2 separate regions of the Ovis aries genome follow, and region 1 is linked to region 2. A link is a contact called in public Hi-C data. All regions are on one chromosome and are shown on one strand. The core of a region is the stretch at or near the end of the contact, and the rest is flanking DNA. Distances in the headings are between cores, read along the strand shown. Region 1 overlaps PPP2R2B (protein phosphatase 2 regulatory subunit Bbeta). Region 2 overlaps PPP2R2B (protein phosphatase 2 regulatory subunit Bbeta).

What was found. A called contact is a pair of places that touch in the nucleus more often than the background predicts.
Region 1: a contact with region 2 is called in a Hi-C map of liver, with 2.6 times the contacts expected there. The contact joins two enhancer-like sites. A contact is called at or near these places in 2 of 16 Hi-C or Micro-C datasets (liver and mixed tissues).

Annotation. Positions count from the first base shown.
Region 1 is chr5:55,931,460-55,938,504 of ARS-UI_Ramb_v3.0, reverse strand. The region is part of intron 2 of PPP2R2B (protein phosphatase 2 regulatory subunit Bbeta); the gene reads left to right. Among named protein-coding and RNA genes, the nearest start is that of TRNAF-AAA, 12 kb to the left of the region's middle. Within about 2 kb of position 2,849, at least 14 of the 54 cell types and tissues checked have an H3K27ac peak or open chromatin away from gene starts, as enhancers often do. A contact at or near this core is called in liver, where this site is marked.
Region 2 is chr5:55,702,593-55,709,323 of ARS-UI_Ramb_v3.0, reverse strand. The region is part of intron 2 of PPP2R2B (protein phosphatase 2 regulatory subunit Bbeta); the gene reads left to right. Among named protein-coding and RNA genes, the nearest start is that of TRNAF-AAA, 240 kb to the left of the region's middle. Within about 2 kb of position 5,158, at least 3 of the 54 cell types and tissues checked have an H3K27ac peak or open chromatin away from gene starts, as enhancers often do. A contact at or near this core is called in liver, where this site is marked.

The DNA.
Region 1 (7,045 bases), core at 1,600-4,099, 230 kb before region 2:
ATTACGATGTTGCATTGTTGCACCAGCTTTGTAGTGAGTCAAATTATTCCTACTGTATACATGAAGAATCTGAGGCTCAGAGACTAGCAGCCTGCCTTGGGATGCTCAGCTAATACATGACATTGGTGGGTTCAAACCCAGGTTTGTCTGATGTCAAAGTCTCACTATTACCCATCACACTATCTTGCTCTTTATTTTAAGAATAATGATTATTACTAAGATAAGTATCATTAAAACAAAGCAAATTGTCTCCCATGTTAAGGTGTCATATTCTCATCCATATCACGTTGTTTAGTTGCTCAGTCCTGTCCGACTCCTTACAACTCCATGGACTATAGCCTGCCAGGCTCCCCTATCCATGGAATTTTCCAGGCAAGAATACTGGAATGGGTTGCCATTTCCTTCTCCAGGGGATCTTCCTAATCCAGGAATCAAGCCCACGTCTGCTTCACTGGCAGGCAGATTCTTTACCACTGAGCTACCTAGGAAGCCCCATCCATACTATACTAGCATTAATACTATCAAATGGAGGATTTATGTAGCAGCCACCTAGGAATGGCTGGGAGCTGGATTGAAGGGAGTGGGATTAGAAACACTTTTGAACTTGGAGGAGTGGCAAACAAATATCCAGAGGACACAGGTTTGGTTTGGTTTGGTTTGGTTTTACCATGACTGATAGTCCTCACAAAATATCTTACAGTAAACGGCAATTTTACTTCTAAGATGAAGAATGTAAATCACAGAGAGGTAAAGCTGCTGCTCAAGGTCATACCGAGCTTCACTAGGACCTCTCTGGAGAGTCTAGGGACTTTCTCATTGTCCTGGAAACTGGCTGATCACGAAAAGCCTCAGAGCTCTAGAAAAGTAAACGATCGTGTAATTCCATTACTTTCTGCAATCTACTAGCAGATAGAGGCAAATTAATATTTATATACTTAAGATTTCTATAGCTTGAAAAGGATCATTATCATTTTGTCTCTGGGTGACTGAATGAGATTAAGGAGATATAAATATATAGTTTATCATGATAATTTGGTTTGTGGCCTCACAAATTCCATGGGTTTAGATGATAATATGTTGGAACTGGAAGGAAGTTAAAGACAATCTTGTACAAAACTTTTATTTTACAGATAGGGAAACTAAGGCCCAGAAAGGAGTGAGTCACAGTCATTCAACTAGCTTATAACAGAATCACGCCTAAGTTCTCCAAAGGGGTCCCTCCACTAACTCCCTTTAAAGCACAATTTCAAACTGAAATGCACACCAGAAGCCTGTCCAGAGTGGGTCTTTGTGAGCTAGAGCTGCATGATGAAGAAAGGCCCTAAGATCAAATATATCTGAGAAGCATCAAATAAAAAAACAGAATAAATTTTAACAGGACTTGTCAGAATCTTTCATGTATTAACATTTACCAGGAATCTCCAAGAGGGAATCAGAACATTCAGTTTGCTGAGCCAAAATTATTTGATCTCAACTTGTTTTCTCTCTACCACATCTAGCCACATCTATTACAAGCTCACACAACAGTGTTTAATAGAACATAAATGGGAAACAATGACTTAATTTATCTCTGTTCCCTGAAGTATTTAGTCATGTAACCCCATGTTTAGGAGTGTCTCCTAGGATGCATGTTTTGGAAGCATACTTAGGAACTGCTTCACAGAGGTATGGACAAAACAAAACTGTCTTGGAGTTCCATGTACAACTAGTTTAGAATCAGCCTTTGGAAGGCTCACCTGCCTAGAGGAGATCAGATCTCATCAGAGGAGATGCAGCCTCAGTTCAGTTCAGTCGCTCAGTCATGCCCAACTCTTTGCAATCCCCTGGACTGCGGCACGCCGGGCCTCCATATCCATCACCAACTCCCAGAGTTTACTCAAATTAATGTCCATTGAGTCAGTGATGCCATCAAACTATCTCATTCTTTGTCTCAAAAAGGGCAATTATCCATCGTAGTGAAACCTCCATCTTTGTGAAACCTTCCAAATGAGATCCAAAAACTCAGGCAGTTTCTCAGTCATCTTTTTTTGGAGTATAAGTCTTTATTCACTATTTTGGAAGTTAGCAAAGATGGTAAACTTTGAGTACAAAGAGTTAGGGAGCTAGGGTCTCTAGAGCTGAAATTTGGGGACTCATATAAATGGATTTGAACTCAGGCTGTGTGATGTGTCAGTGGTGTGACTTTAGGCAAATTTCTCCATTGACCTTCAGACTCTTTACAAGGGCAATAACGGCATTATGGAAAAATTGGGATAGTAGTATTACCTATGGGAAAAGATGGATAAAAAATGGAGGGTGCCAAATTTGTGCAAAACAATTTGTTTAAGCCACATGGAGGAAAAAAAAAATGGAGCCCCGACTAACCGGATTTGCTCAGCTGACTGCATATTTAAAGAATAAGAAAATCCAAGTGTGAGTGGAGAACTAACCTGGCAGAGGAGGCAGTGAGCCTGTGAAAGGTGAGCAGGTAGGAGCAGGGGAGAGAAGGAACACCCCACTCCCTACTGCACAGAGCCCCGCTTCCTGTGGCACCAAGAGGAGGGACTGGGAGCAGAGTCTGGGAGACATTTTCACATGTGATATCAGCCCAGGTTTAACCCCACTGAACCACCATAAAGACAGCAACTCACACACAGCAATTGTTTATGCTGACTTTTATTTGAACATAACTGACACCAGGTTATAACTACCACAGAGGGTTTTAGAAAGACTCCCAGGAAATACCCCTTGGTAGGGAGCTCTGCAAAGAGCCTGGGGTTTAGCTCACTTTATCCAACATGTCCTGAAATAACAGAACAGCCCCAGTCCAATCTGTACACATTTAATGTTTTCTCATTAAATTGCATCATCTTCTCAAAGATGAGTCAGCACGGTGAAGGGAACCAGCTGTGGCCTGCTGGTCAGAGGCCTGTGTGCTCCATCAGCTTTGCCAAGAAAGTCTGAGGGCCACAGGCCAGTGGCATAGTCCCCTGAGCCTTGAATCACTTACTTATAAAAACCAGAGTAAGCAGACGTGGTGATTTACGAGGCATTGGACACACACGCGCGTGCACGCACACACACGCACGCATACACACTCCCTCACTCACTCACTCACTCACTCACTCCCTCCCTCACTCCCTCACTCCCTCACTCACTCACTCACTCTGAACTTGGATTCATAGAGGCCTGAGTTCCAATCCCAGCTCTGCCACTCTTTAGTTGTGTGGCGTCTGGCAGGTTCCTTTGCTACCTGTGTAATGAGCGTGATCATAGGACAGGCTGTGCTTGTAATTCTGAAACGGTATTTCTGATTGGGCCTTTGTCCCTCCCTCCCTCCCCCTCCCGCTGCCCAGCCCTCTCTGCCTCTCTGTGCGAGATCCTCCTTTCCCTCACCTAAAAGACAAAGGGGAGCACTGGCAGCAGAGTGAGGATTTTGGAGAGGTGTTAGGCCCTGAACTGACCCAAAATATAAGCATAATGTTCCTCACACTTCTAGTGCTCCTAAAATGCAGAACCCGGGAATGTAAAGAAAGGCCCCCACGTGAACGGATGCACAGAACAAGCTCTAAAAGACCTGGAATGGGAGTGGGGGTTGGGAGTGAGGTGATCGACTCTTTCCTTTCTCCTTCAAGCACAGAGAGGGCTGTGTAAGCGCACGAATCCCAGACTAGCTGAATAAGCTTTGCCAGGCTTCTTTCTTTCTGAAATACCTTAGATGATGACTTCATAATACAGTCAGTGCTCTAGGGACACACCTAGAGGTATGTATGTGCCTAACAGAGGGTAGGGTGGAAAGTCTCTGTAGGTAACTGGACCCAATTATAATTTCCTATCTATAAAATAAATTTTTGGTGGGTTAATATTCTTTATTTCTAATTTGAGGATAGTTGCTTTACAGTGTTGATGGTTTCTGCCGTACAACATGAATCAGACATGTGTGTATATATATCTCCTCCCTCTTGAGCCTCCCTAATACTCTTAATATAATAGAAAAAGCATCATCAAACAGGAATATGAGCAGAAGACATGAAAATGCAATTCATAAGAGAATAAATGCCTAGTAATCACAGGAAAAGGTGTTCAAGCTCACCACTAATCAAAAAATTGAAATCAGGTGATGCTGATTTCCACCTGTCAGGTAGGCAAAAGTTAGAACAAATGATAATACCTAAAGCAGGTAAAGATGGTATACAATGGACACTTTTGGTCAATTTTTTAAAAACAGGAATGTTTTGAAGACAATACCATGCTTTATTGTCTTTATTTTTTGACTGTGCCACATGGCATGCAGGATGTTAACCAGGGATCAGACCTGCCCCCTGTCGTGGAAGCACCAAGTCTTAACCACTGGACAACCAAAGGAAGATGCTACATGGATACCATCCTTTGAGAGGGCAATTCAGTGATATGTAGCATATGTAGCAAGTTTTAAACATGCATATCATTTGGTTTCACAGTTATACTTCTTGAATTTTAAATAATCACAGAAATGTTAAGAAATTTTAGCTACATGGGTGTTCATCACAGTCTGCCTTTTTCATAAACTTTCTGGTGGTTATGAATAATTCTAATGTCTATGAAGAGGAGATTGATAAAATTATGGTATATCCACATAATGGAATATTCTTCAGGCTTTAGAAATCGCAATGTAAAGCATAGCTACAGAATACTTAGTAGAAGAAAGCAAATTACCCAACTAATATTTGTTTAAAAGACAACAATAATAGCTAAACAATAATAACAATAACTTCATGTACATGTGAGGACAAAAGTTGGGACAAGAGTTAAAAATGTTGTGCTTGGTTGACCTGATTGGTGAAGTGAAGAATAATTTTTGCTTAAATCATTTTTTCTGTCTTGTGTAAATTTTTAGCATAACTTGCTTTTACAGTCAGAAAATACCAAAATGCCAGAAAACAGAAAAAAGCATGGAGTATACTAGGGTATATTATAGGGGGAATCACACACAGCGAGGAAAGACTTGCAGCTTCGACATGCTAGAAATAAAACCTATTGTTTGTAGCTTAAGAAATTGAGAGCTTATCTTCCTCAAATGTGTGAAAACCTATCACCTGGGATTTAGGGCTGATGCTCTGCTTGAGAGATGTTGAACTGAGCTCTGACTCTAATTTGTTTAGGTTTGTCTGTACAACCTGGCCCTTTTACATTGAGGTCTGGTGGCTTTCACTCCAATTGCTAGTCCTCTCCTGCCCTGTTGAGATTCTGAGTGATTTTCATTCACCAGAGCATGTGTTTGTCTTTTTTCCCAGTGCTGCTACAGGTGTAGGGTGAGATAATAGATCAGATGGATGAAACTGCTTCTAAGGAGGAGCAGTAAAAGGGCCTTGGATCATCCTGGCTAGTCCCACTAGGGCCAAGGGAGGCAAAGGAGGAGCTTAGGAGAGGGACTTAAAGACAGTCGGTCTAGAGCTAGAAATAGGATGACCACAATTGATAAACCTTAACACAACTGTTTGCAATATTATCTAACAAATCCATGCCTATAACAGGTTAGGGAAGAGGGGTCACAACTTTTCCAATCAACTAAAATTGTTAATGATGTTTCCCTGCTTAAAACCTACTGATGACCTCTCTGTGGCTTTTGGAGTCAGGTTGACAGTCCTTAGCTTGAGAGCCGTGATCTGGCTCCTGAGGACCCCCTGAGCTCTGTCTCTCGCTGTGGCCACCCGTCTGCTTCTAGTCTTCCTTGCCTTCTGTATGTCAGCTGGTTCACATTTCCATGTGTCTCCAGACAAATCTAAACAGGCTTGCAGAGGCCTGTCATCAGCATCACAACTCATGGTGCTCTCGTGCACATCTCTGTTCCTGCATTTCCATTCTCCCCACCCTACTCCTTACCTGGCTCATGTCTGCAAATCCTTCGTTTTTTAATACCCACCTTCAGGGATCTTTCCATTGTCTTCTGTGCCCCAATCCCTGGCTGATTCCGACCCTGCCTCTGACTCCCTGCCTCACCTCCTCCGTTCCATCTGCTCACTCATAAGTTGTTGTGTTCTCTCCTTCCTTCGGGCACTGGCTTAGGGACTGGGTGGAGACAAAGCAGAATGAGGCAGAGATCCTGTCCTCGTGGAGTTCCCAAGTCTGTCAAAGCGTTTGATACACCATAGGACTTGAATAGATCATTACTGTAATCGCTGGTTTCCTTTTGTGTCTTGTCCATCAAACTGGAAGCTTCTCGAAGTCATGGATGACTCAGTCTACTTTGATGCTACAGGAACCCAGTGATCATATGTAAATCACTGAACAATGGAATGAATAAATTAATGCCAATAACACATGTTAGGTAGGCAAGTTTTGACCATGTATTGCAAAAGTTAATTTCTAGTGATTATATTTGGAAGCAAAGATCTGACACTTAACATTTCTAGATTCTTATGGTACTTTCCCTCTGAACTAAAACACAAACCTAGATAACTCAGTATATTTTTCTAACTGATAAAACATCTTACTAATGTTTGATATAGTTAGATTAAGACTACTGTATAAGAACAAAATACAAAATTGGGGCCATTTTAAATAGATATCATCTGCTGTTTTGAATAATTTGATCCCACCTCCAACCACTTATTAACTGGATGATCTTGGGTGTATGGTTTAATTTCTCCATGTTGTGGTTTTCTGATCTCTAAAATGAGGACAATAGAACCCACCACAGAAGGTTGTTGTGAGGTTTAAATAAGCTAGTATGTTGAAAGAACTAGCTCACAAAAGGTTAGGTATAAAGCTGATAGTGATACAGCGCCTTGTTTGAAACAGACAGGGTAGTATCCCATACTGATACTGTGGCCTTTGGAGGCAGACAATGCTATGTTTGTATCCTGGTTCTGCCTTTAATTAACTGTGATTCAGGAGAAGTTACTTAACCTCTCTGAACCATAGTGTTCTCTTTTAATGGGGTTTAATAATAGCTATATCACAGAATTCTTCTTAAAAGAAAATCATGAGTGTAAAGATTTAGGACAATGGAGGGGAGCACATGGCAAGTGATGAATAAATGTTATTTTAAATAGTCATGATAATGAAGTTGTAAGGATAGTTACAG
Region 2 (6,731 bases), core at 3,909-6,408:
TGAAGAAATACACCTTAAACACTCATGACATAGTAGCTCATCCTGTCCACCCTGAAGCCAGTAATGTGTCTCAATGCCAATCCATCCTTTCTTCAGCCAGTTCAGTTCAGTCAGTCAGTCATGTCTGACTCTTTGCAACCCCATGGACCGCAGCACGCCAGGCCTCTCTGTCCATCACCAATTCCCAGAGTTTATCCAAACTCATGTCCATTGAGTCGGTGATGCCGTCCAACCATCTCATCCTCTGTCATCCACTTCTCCTCCCGCCTTCAATCTTTCCTAGCATAAGGGTCTTTTCAAATGAGTCAGCTGTTTGCATTAGGTGGCCAAAGTATTGGAGTTTCAGCTTCAGCATCAGTCCTTCCAATGAACACCCAGGACTGATCTCCTTTAGGATGGACTGGTTGGATCTTCTTGCAGTCCAAGGGACTCTCAAGAGTCTTCTGCAACACCACAGTTGAAAAGAATCAATCCCTCTGCGCTCAGCTTTCTTTATAGAAATAAATTTCATCCCTTCTTAAAGGCTCGTATCTTCTCAGGGAGCATTCCATCGAAAAGGGGCCCACAAGGCTTCCATGCCCTTCTCCTGCTCATGGCCCCAGCCTTAGGTCCCTGCAACCCACACACTCCATGGTATTCCAGGCCTGTCTGTCTTCAGTGCTGTTTCATTAATCTTGGAGGCCTGGTCCACCTTTCTTCATGAGGCTGACCTCCTTTATTTTATTTTATTTTTGTAAGCTTTGAAGTTTATTTATTTATTTTTGATGGTGATGGTCAAAAGACTGTTGCCATGCGGCCTTTTCTATAGTCTCCTTTTTCTTTGGCGGGAAGGAGCTGCTCTCTAGTTGTGGTGGACAGGCTTCTCATTGGAGTGGCTTCTCGTATTGCTGCGCACGGGTGGGCTTCAGTAGTTGCAGCTCCCAGGCTCTAGAGCACAGGCTCAATAGTTGTGGCTCATGGGCTTAATTGCTCCACGGCCTGTGGTATCTTCCCAGACCAGGGATCAAACCCATGTCTCTTGCACTGGCAGGTAGATTCTGTACCACTGAGCCACCAGGGAATCCCCAAGGCTGACTTCCTTGTAAGTTCTATCTTATGCATAGTGAGCTAGTTGCCCGTCTCAGTTCCTCCCGTCACCTTGTACATTCTCTCTTCTATGAAGTCTCTCCTAAGAGTTATATTAAAATGTTTCATGTTCTTATAGAGAAGGACTCTAGCCTTATTCACCTTTGGGTTCCTAGCTCTCAACAGAGTCTGTTGCACATGGTGGTAGGTGCTTAGTTAGTATTCTTTGCACAAAACTATGGAAACCTATGTTACAGCATTTACTTGGGTGGCTAATAAATCATGTTCACTGCCTTTGGCCTCTTTGGCCTTGCTCACTTTCTTACAAGCAACAGAAAAGCTGGTTAATAAGCTACCACTTATTGAACACTGTTCAAGAGCCAGGCTGTGTGCTGGTCGCTTTACAGGCATCGATGTCCACTGACTTGCCAAACAACCTTAACTGTTTTAGTGCTTATGCTTTCCAAATGAGATAACTAAGACTCAAAGAGGGTGAGAAAATTCTGAAGGATCCACAGTGGACATTCAAACAGGCTGTGTTCTTGCCACCCCTCCACCTGGGATGCTGTCACTGTGTGTGTCCCTGTTTATAACAGCACTTTTCTCTCCCATGCCCTGGAGCCATTTCCATTTCCTGCTTCGTGTTTACTTATAAGACTCTGAGCAGATCATGGAGCAAAAGCACTTGGATGTTAGTGACAAGGACATGATTGCACAGTTGAAGGCTGATGTTTTAAGTGTGCATTCAGTTCAGGTTGTATTGATTTCTGCCCTCTCCACTTTGTTATGGCCAAGTGCTCCGGGCAGAAATCTAACACGACAGGCTCAGAAAACTGTTCCTAGGGTCAGGAGGGTCACAGGTTTCTCTGCACTGATGTGTGGGAACATTAGCCAAATGACAGAGGCTCAGCCAGAAGACTTTAAGTGACTACAGTTGGATGCTTAGAAATTTATTTATTTTTGACTGTGCTGGTATGTTCTACACAGGTGACTTAGTACCTGCCAGCCTGAGGCAGGGCAGACCTCAGCTTGGTCTGGTTTGCTCCAGGACAGTAATACTAGTCAGTCAGGCTTTCTGTGAACACAGAGCCTTTGTTTAAAAACATTTTTTTATTAATTTTTTTAGAATTGTTGGTTTACAGTGTTGTGTTAGTTTCTGCTGTACAGCAAAATGAATCTGTTATATGTATGGATATATTTACTCTTTTCAACATTTCCTTCCCGTTTAGATCACCATAAAGCACTGAGTAGAGTTCCATGCTCTATACAATAGATTCTCGTTAGTTATCAATCTTATCCATAGTAGCGACTATGTCAATCCCAATCTCCCAGTTCGCCCTACCACCCCTGCACCTTGGCATCCATATGTTTGTTCTCTACATCTGTGATTCTATTACTATTTTGCAGATGAGTTCATCTTGACCATAACAGCTTTACTACATTGTAACTTCTTATCCACCTGTTTCTCGTCCCACCTCTGAGTTTCTTAAGCACAAGGATTAGATCGCATGCACCTGTTCATTCACTCAAGTCACAACGATTAAGAACATACTGTGCTTCACTTCTGTGCTTGACTCTGGATGGATAGGGATGGATAGTATAGATTAGACGAGAACTCTGTCCAGAAAGCGTTTGCAAACATCTGAGAAACAACTACTAGAAACTGTTATGAGAACTCTTAGGCATTTTATTCATCTTTGTAGCCCAGAATCTTCACCTAGCACCTGAAATAGCAAGCGTGCTGATTATTTCTTGAGTCCTATTTATATGCCTGGCACAAGGCTAAGTACTTTATATTCATGATCTTATTTAGTTCCCACAGCTTTTCATATAGAGCTGTCAGTACTATTACTGTCCTCATTTAATAGGTGGGAAGTGTGAAGCATCCAGGAAATGCTTGCGCAAATCCAGAGATAGTCGTACACTTGAGCCCATATTGTTCAGTTGTATTGTCTCTTCTCAAAATTTCTCATCTGGAAGATTATCCAATATCCTTCAGTAAACCATTCTTATATTTTAGCCAACATCATTAACTTTTTTCTCTTTAACATTTTATTCATTCAAGAAATTCTGCCAGTCCCAAGAGCATGTCATATAAAATCATAGCGTTCCATTATGTTAAGTGGCCATTTGGAGTTGGAGCTGTTTAAGAAGAGCCATCAGTCTAAGGTGGGTTTAGACTAGAAGGTGTAAGCCCTAAAATAAATGGAAAATGTAGTGCTTGTCACTTCCTCCTAAGCTTCTTTGCTGCTGCGCGGGTCCTACAGAGAACTCAGAGAAGTTTGCTATCTGACGGGTATCTTAGATCAGTGACTCCCACCGTTTTCTCCATCATCAAGCCAGAGAACTACTACTATTAGCCATCATACATTGACCATTCACTACCCACCAGGCATTGTTCAAGGGGCTTTCCATACATTTTCTCATTACTGTAATTATTTTCCTCATTTTCTAGATAGGAAAACTGAGATTCAAAGAGAGACTGGACACAGTCCAAATTTGAACTGCAGAGCCCAGACTCACAATGTGTGTGTGTGCATGCTCTCTCACTTAGTTGTGTCTGACTCTTTGAGGCTCTGTGGACTGTAGCCCATAGAGTTCTCTATGGGCTCTCCAGTCCATGAGATTTCCCAGGCAGGATCTAGATTGGATTGCCATTTCTTTGTCCAAGGGATCTTCCTGACCTAGGGATCCAACCCACATCTCCTGTGTCTCCTGCATTGGCAGATGGATTCTTTACCACTGAGCCCCCTGGGAAGCCCTCCAGACTCACAACACTACCCTCTAGTTATTTCTATCAAAACCCATGGCAGACGTCAATAGTAATTTTTCAAGTATGTGTCTTAAGGGTGAGGGGAGTAGAGTTTAGAAAGCCCCCTCCAAGTAGTCCTAATATATTTCCCACCCACAAAATCACAACCAAGCATATAGACCATATGGATAGACCCAGATGTATCTCAAGTTCTGAAGGGTCTCCTGACCCCACCAGCCCCTTGGTCTCTTCTTTCCTTAAACCCAGAGCCTATTTAGATTAAAATTTTAAATGGCAGTTCACCAAGTAATGTCTCTTTTTTTGAGGCAAAGAATAATGACTTTATTTGGAAAGTCGGCAGATAGGAAGATGGCAGACTAATGTCTCAAAATGACCATCTTTCATGTACTGTTTTACAATAGCCTCTTAGCTTTCACTTGGGTATGTTGTCTGCCCTTTCCAGCTGAGCCAGAAGTTACTTGAGGGCAGTGTTCATGTCATCTGTAGAGCAGCTGCATAACATGGTAGGGCACACAAGCACTTAATAGGTGCCACTTGTTTGCTGCAAAAGAGACAGGCTAGGTTATTAGGCTCTGGAGGCAACTAAACCCAGTTTCCCACTTACTATGAGTAGCTGAGACCCAGTGAAAAAAATATGTAAATTCCATTTACTTTATTTGTGAAATATGATTAGAACAACACCTCATAGGTTTGTTGGGAATATTCAGAGGGTTCATACACACCACTTGGTGTAGTTCCTGGCACTGAATAAGCACTCAATAAACAAGAATTAGTAACGTTGTTCTTACAGAAAAGCTGAATTCCTTGGACGTTTGATATTTGTTCCATGCTGGGCTAAATGCTTTGCTTGCAATTATCTCATTTAATTTTTTTCTTGTATATAGAAAAGGTTTGTCTGCTTCAATGAGACATACCTTTCCTGTTACCCCAAAGTTATTTAAGAACATTGGCTGCTCTCAGTGTCTACAGAGGCAAGTTGCAGGCTGCCAGGCACAAGTATGCTATCGCAACACACTCTTGGTAATCTTTAGCCTTCTCATAATCATTAACTGCTAACAACAGCTAAAGCAAATGTTTTGCTTTTTTATATAAATTACAGTGGATTCGGATAACTGTGATACTCTCCCTCCCTCTCAATTCTGTCCCTATGCCCTCTCTCTCAAGTTAAAGAAGAAAGGAAAAATGGGTGATTAATCAGAGCATCTCACATGGACACTTCTTCCTTGTATGTTGCTGTACAAAACAGAATGAGGGCCACTGGTCCAGGCTCTGTGTGGTATCAAATCTTTTAGAACCTAGGGACACTTACAGGGCAGACAGAGAGCAGCTGTTTCATTCACTGTGATCCAGACCAGGAGGAACGGTAAGTTCTTCAAGGCACCAGTCTGTGTACTTTACAGAGAAGTTACAACAGGCTGTGTTGCCCTGTTTTGTTTTGTCTTATCAATTTGGTGCTAAATAACAAGCTAAGAGATTTCTGGCCACACTACAGAAAGTATGCTTTGGTGATTGATAAAGGAATTCTGCACAGCACAGAGTTTTCAGGGCAGTGAAACTACTCTGTCTGATACTACCATGGGGAGACATGTCATTCTCCACTTTTCCAGACCCACCAAGTGGACCCTAATGTAAACCATGAACTCTGGTCGGCGGTGATGTGTCCATGCAGGTTCATCCACTGTAACACTGTACCACCACTCTAGTGAGGGATGTTGATGCTTGAGAAGCCCATGTGAGGGGGACATGGACGGGCAGGAGAGAGGAGGGAAATCTCTGTTCCTTCTGTTCAATTTTTCTGTGACCCTAAAACTGTTACAAAACTGCTCAAAAAGATAAAGTCTATTATAAACAAAAACAGGAATCCAGTCCTGTTAAACAAACATGAATGTCTGTTATGTGCCAGACTATGGGATAACCTTGGGGGTGGGGGGAACTAAAATAATTAATTTTGCATAAATTGCACATCTTTGGTGAGAAAAATGAGTACATATCCTTAGTAAACTGAAGCCTGGGAAGAGAGATAAGTGAGAATACAATCTCAAAAACATTTAATGAGGGTTCTGTGAAGATGCTTACAGTAGAATAGAAAGGAGATGGGATGCACCTAATTGGACCTGGAAGTTAAAGTAAGAGAGGCTTCCCGAGGTAGGTGATAACCAAGCAGAGTTTTGTAGGATGAATAGGAACTTTCCAAGCCCACAGAGAGAAAGGTGGAGACAGTTCTTTGATAGCATAGAACAGATGTAATTCTCTTGCTTACTGCCTGACACTAAATATGTTGTGGAGGTGACTTTAAACTCAGTTTTAGTTTTCTGCAGTGGATAATTCCTTTCTCCTGGAGTGTAATGAGATTGGCTTAATTAATGTTTGTAAAGTTTTCTGTAGTCTTTGGGTTAAAGGTGAAGTAGAATGGGGACATCTATTACTTATTATAGCTTCGCCAGCATCTGATCACATAAGGAAAAAATCCCTGGAAGGTCATTTCTAAGAAGCAGTATTAATCTGGTGGCTATTAAGCCTTATGTAACTTACTGGAACAATGAAATAGCAAGGGAAAACAAAATGACATCAACATGAAGATAATAATGAACTTAAATCATAAGCCTTATTGCCTTACTGCAGCTGCTGAGGATGAGACAAGCTGGAAGTATCTAAACTTAACTCTGCCACTGCCTGGAAGCTTCTAATTAAAAGTTTTCAAATAAAATCAATAAGTTTTGACATAAAGGAGCAGATGGCTTAAGAGAGAGAACTGAAAGACTGCAATAGGAAAGCAGTGCGCTTTCACTTCACTGAAAAAACATTCCAAGTAGGAGAAAACAGAGACCAAAGTGGACCAATTTAGGATGCTAGAAAGGCAGGATTAGGCCCTATTCCGTCATAAATGTAACTG